Linked DNA regions of Mus musculus: region 1 is linked to region 2. Evidence: chromatin contacts called from public ChIA-PET data. All regions are on one chromosome and are shown on one strand. The core of a region is the stretch at or near the end of the contact, and the rest is flanking DNA. Distances in the headings are between cores, read along the strand shown. Region 1 overlaps Nxpe3 (neurexophilin and PC-esterase domain family, member 3). Region 2 has its middle 68 kb from the start of Nfkbiz.

The links. ChIA-PET counts read pairs in DNA pulled down with a chosen protein or histone mark.
Region 1: a contact with region 2 is called in an RNA polymerase II ChIA-PET map of memory CD8 T cells, with 17 read pairs. The contact joins two enhancer-like sites. A contact is called at or near these places in 3 of 115 datasets of contacts at active chromatin or transcription factors (effector CD8 T cells, memory CD8 T cells and pancreatic cancer cells) and 1 of 9 other capture datasets (adipose tissue).

Annotation. Positions count from the first base shown.
Region 1 is chr16:55,886,635-55,889,334 of GRCm38.p6, forward strand. The region is part of intron 2 of Nxpe3 (neurexophilin and PC-esterase domain family, member 3); the gene reads right to left. Among named protein-coding and RNA genes, the nearest start is that of Nxpe3, 7.3 kb to the right of the region's middle. Within about 2 kb of position 1,372, at least 87 of the 459 cell types and tissues checked have an H3K27ac peak or open chromatin away from gene starts, as enhancers often do. A contact at or near this core is called in memory CD8 T cells, where this site is marked.
Region 2 is chr16:55,753,141-55,755,840 of GRCm38.p6, forward strand. No RefSeq gene overlaps it. Among named protein-coding and RNA genes, the nearest start is that of Nfkbiz, 68 kb to the right of the region's middle. Within about 2 kb of position 1,446, at least 143 of the 459 cell types and tissues checked have an H3K27ac peak or open chromatin away from gene starts, as enhancers often do. A contact at or near this core is called in memory CD8 T cells, where this site is marked.

The DNA.
Region 1 (2,700 bases), core at 122-2,621, 130 kb after region 2:
CACAAAGATTGCCAGGAGCTTGAAGCCATGTTGGCTGTATAGTGAGTGTCATGAAAGTTTGGACTGTAGAGTGTGATTCTAGCCAGGAATGGAAATTATGACCCAGCTAACCAGCTGGGGTCTGCTTGAAATTGGGGGGGGGGGGCAGTTGTGGCTAAGCAGGTTGGGGGAAGGCGAGACTTCCCATTTCCTTTCTTTTCAGCACATTCACAAGCTCTACCAGTCATTATTACTACACCACGCAAGTATAATTATTATTCATGATTGTAAGGATTCAATATAGATGAATCTTGGAAGACCTGATGCGAACAGAAGCAACCCAGTCGCAAAATATCCTATGATCCCATTGTGTGCAGCATCTAGGCTCATCAAATCCATAGAGGCAGAAAATTGATAATTACATGGCAGAGGCTGAGGGGGGAAGAAGGAATGGGTAACTGTTTAATAGATCCAGAATTCCAGGCTGGGAGGACAAGCATGAAGTTCCCGAGACAGACAGTACAGTAGCTGTACAATGTGAATGTGCTGCAGCTCACTTTGACTGGCTGGAGTCGGGGAGATGGCTCTTGCCATACAAAGTCGAGAACCTAAATTTGAATCCCCAGAACCCGAACGAAGCCAGATAAATAGCAGCTGTCTGTAATCTCAGCAATCCTCCAGTGAGATGGAGGTGGAGACAAGTGCCTCCTTCTCGGGAGATCACAGACCTGCTAGGCTGGTGTCCACAGACAGCAAAGTACAACAAAAGAGGCCCTGATGCAAACAAAGTGGAAGATGAGGACCAATATCCAATATTGTCCTCTGACATCAGCATGCATGCTGTGGCAAGCAGCATTCACACTCAACACACACACGCACACACACACAGTTTTATCAAGAATAAAAAGGTGTTGTACGTGCCATTATGTTATCATGATACCTAGTTGTTTACTTATAAGCAAACGAAAGGAATCAATTCCTAGACATTACGCTTTAATCTTGAACAGAATCAAGATTCTTCATGTACTTACAAAAAAATAAAAGGACTCTGTGTCCATTTCACAGTAAGAGTAGGTGTCCTGTTCCCCAACACAAAGCAATTTCCAGCTGAAGAAAGGAAAAAGCCTACGTTCAGGCTCAGCCTCTAGAAATTCTTGTGCTGAGAACCCGAGTAAGCAAAGAAATGCCTTGCTTGGTTAAGGCTTGCATTGTAAAAAGCACCATAAGCAACAGAATAAAAGGGTTAGCATCTTTTCTGTAGAAACTGTGCCACAAATTTGATCCTATGTGTGTCCAGCAGAGGGAGCTGGAAAGAGGGGGATGCTTAGTGTCTCTGAGGCCCTCAGTGAGGGAGGGGCTCAGGAAGACGTGGTCTCTGCCCATCAGCCATACAGAGGTATTCAAAACAGACTTACCAACTTCCTCCACTCCAACTGTCCTTCAGCTAGTGGCCAGGCCACATGGTCCCCTCCTTCAGGAAGCCAATCTAAAGCAGCCATAAAGTACCCACTCTCCTTGCTCCTCACAGAAAAAGAAGGGTTTCCGGTGGTGTGGCTTTTGTCCTGATGCCCCCACCAACGCCACCCCAGTGTCAGGTGCAAGGACGTGTTAGAGCACTTCCCTGTGACCGAGGCCTTAGAAACTGTGGTTTCAGGGTATGGAATGTCAAGCTAACCAGCTGGGGTCTGCCTGTAACTAGGGGGAGGCAGCTTAGGCTGTGGCTAAGCAGGTGGGGGGAGGAGAGACCTCCCATTTCCTTTCTTCTCAGCACATTCACAAGCTCTATCAGTCATTATTACTACATCATGCAAGTATGATTATTATTTATGATTGTAAGGAACATTTTGCTTTTGCTTTTGCTTTTGCTTTTATTGAAAACAGGCTAAGTAGTGATGATGGTTCACACCTTTAACCCCAGCACCGGGGAGGCAGAAGCAGGCGAATCTCAGTAAATTCAAGGTCAGGCTAGTCTACACAGTGAGTTCCAGGACAGCCATGGATACACAGGGAAACCCTGTCTCAGGAAAACAAACAAACAAAAACAAATGAAAACACACACACCCCGCCCCCCATACAACATATTCCGATTAGTTTCCTGCCAAGGGCCTTCCAGGAAGACCAGCAAAGGGCTCTAGAACTCATGGAATGTGGCACATGCAGGACGGGTGTGTCTCAGATTAGCATGGCCCAAGGACTGTCCTGAGGACTTCATGCTGTTAAGAGTTCTGCTCAGCTTGCTGCCCTCACATCCCTCTTAATCTAAGAACTGCATGAAAACTCTAAGGGGCTTCCAGCCCCTCACTGGACAGTATCTCTGGCACTCACAATAATAATGTTAGATCTCTTCCAGGCAGTACTACTAACGAATGACTCAGTCACCACCCTAAGAAAGAACTTAAAGATAGAGATCGTCAGCAATGACCCACCACCCTTAGGTGGGAAAAATAAAATTGTAAGTGAAGCTAAGTTGAGATGTAGAAAATCTCAGGGAACAATTTGAAGTTCAAAAAAGAAGACTCTTAATAGCCCTTTAAGCAGGCTGGCGAGATGGCTCAGCGGTTAAGAGCACTGACTGTTCTTCCAGAAGTCCTGAGTTCAAATCCCAGCAACCATATGGTGGCTCACAACCATCTGTAATGAGATCTGACACCCTCTTCTGGTGTGTCTGAAGACCGTGACAGTGTACTTAGCTATAATAATAAATAAATCTTAAAAAAAAAA
Region 2 (2,700 bases), core at 196-2,695:
CTATCAGTAGTGCTAGGGAAGATGGACAGGCAGAGAGAAGTGTCCCCCAGAGTGCACTGACGAGTTGAGTCCATCTGAAATGGTGAGTTTAAGGTACAATGAGAGACTCTGTCTCAAAAAATAAGGTGGAGAGTGCTAGAGGAAGATGTCCACCGTTAACCTCTACCCACCCCACAATCACATACACAAAGATACATGCCCACTCCACATTACGTCACACACACACACTAAATCAATCAGATAATAAGATTGAAAACAGCTCTCAGAGACTTATTCCTGATGCTTCCTGCTCCCACTTTTTATTGCTCACATTTATTGGTACTCTGGGTTGAAAGTGTGAGGTGAATGGATGATTTCATTTGATCCTCATAACAGCCTCATGCTGAGGTATGAGTTACCATTATACTTCCCAGCCTGGAAATAAGCAAATCAGGACTGGGTCATGTGACTTCCCTAGGGTCTCAGAGTAAGGGAGGAACCAGCGTTGATCTGGCTTTGAATGAAAAGTTGTCTATCTAAACGCTAAAGGGAACAACTTAGTTGGATTTTGTTCAATACAGGATTTATTTTTGTTCTCTTTCTGGCCTGGTACCTCGCCCTAACAGTCTTGGAAATCGGATATAAAACACCCTGAGAGTTGTCTGGAACATTGCACATATGCAAAAATGTGAAAATAAGTTTGAAATATTAAAATATGTTTCTAAAAGATTGATATTTGGAAATGAGGGTATGGCCTAGTATTAGGGTGTTTGCCTCGAATGTAGAAGGCCTTGGGTGGTTTTGCTCTGTTTTGTTTTCATTCTCCACCACAGCTTTATTTCTGCTCCTCTTCCCTGTTCTCACTGCTCATTGGTCTTGGGGACTATCCAAGTTTGAAGATGTAACTACTATTATGAAATGACAATGGACTATTGAAAATGAAAATGGTCTTCGTAAAACAAGACTATTTTCACGAGAGTGGAGGCACCATAAAGATGAGCGTTCTCACCGGGTGGTGGTGGAGCACTCCTTTAATCCCAGCACTTGGGAGGCAGAAGCAGGTGGATTTCTGAGTTCGAGGCCAGCCTGGTCTACAGAGTGAGTTCCAGGACAGCCAGGGCTTACACAGAGAAACCCTGTCTCGGGAAAACCAAAAAGAAAAAGAAAAAAAAAAAAAAGATGAGCATTCTCTTCTCAGTGCCAACCCAGGAAGAACGTCATCCACACAGAAATGATAGTCAGTGGCTCATTCACAGGCTGCTCTCTGAGTACATTCTGGTTGCTTCACCCGATTCTCAGACAAGGGAGGAGGATAGACAGGTGTGAACTGATGATAAAACAGTGTGATGACACCAAAGCCTATCCTGTAAGGATGCGCGGTAAGACCGAAGCACAGGGTGTAAGGATGGCTGAGCAACAACTTGGTACAATATGTGTATTTCAACCCGACTTCCCAATATGGGCTCATTTCCTTTTTGCATCAACACGAAGCCTCAAGTGAAACCACAGAGTGTATTTCATTTCAGAATGAAACTCATGACACAGCAAAGCGGTGAGTCATCCCGGGTCTGTGAAATTTCAATCCCAGTGGTGTAAAAACCAACTTGGGTCCTTTCCATCATTAAGCCAGTGAATGAATGGCCAGGTGTTTGCATTTTAACCATCGTTCATCTTCGTTGAACTGTCAGGTGCACTGTAACAATCAACTGATCAGGGATAAAAGGGAAAGAGAGTAGGGAAACTGCTCTCCTTACTGGTCTGGACCATGGAAGACAGTAGAGATTGGATCCCAAGTTTTCCACACTGACTAGCCTGGAAGCAGAACCTACTTAACTGCATTGTTACATGAAAACTCCCTAAATAAACTCTTTTTTCCTTGGAATGCAAAGTTAGATAAATAGGTCTGGGAACTCTTACAGTAATGAGTGCATGCGAGTCAGTAACACATTTCAGAATTCATGATGAGGTCACAAAAGTGGCTTCCTATGTTATATAGGTGGCAACGTCATAATTACTTGTCTGTTGCTCATCTTCCTTTTAGAGTGGGGGAAAAAAAGAAGAAGAAGAAGAAGAAGAAGAAGAAGAAGAAGAAGAAGAAGAAGAAGAAGAAGAAGAAGAAGAAAGAAAGCTTCAGTGGTTTCTCAGTAAGTGTGAACCAGAACCATAGCACAGTTCATTGGATGTCCTTACTAAACGGGCACCCTGACACACAAAACTAAGGCCACAAATCCCAAGAGAAAGCCTGAAATCTGGCCCCAGCAGCAAAGAAACACATTTGTCTTTGTATCAACCTTCATCTCGTTTTTGAAAGGCATCCTGGTGTGTCCCAGGGCACACTGAATCAGTGTCAACGTGTGTCTGTTCTCAACTCCAGCCTTCGATACCATAGTTACCTCTTCTCATGGCTGTGAGAACATGTGTTCCCACTCTGGCCTGCCAATGGCAGCGACTTACATAAACAGTGCACAGAGGAGCCAGGAAGTCTAAAACCTTCACAGAGGCTTCAAATGGCATGCAAACTGTGATGAGAAGTTAGAAGACATTTAGTAGACACTGGAAACTCCTGCGGAAGCATCAGCTGTGTGAAAAGGAAGCTTAAGACCTCCTTATTCTCTAATGCCAATACTACACACTGCTTAGATTTCATAACTGAAATTGAGACTTTGGTTCTGTTCAAGTTCAAGGGTCCTTCCTGAATACTTATCATCTAGAAAGCGAGAC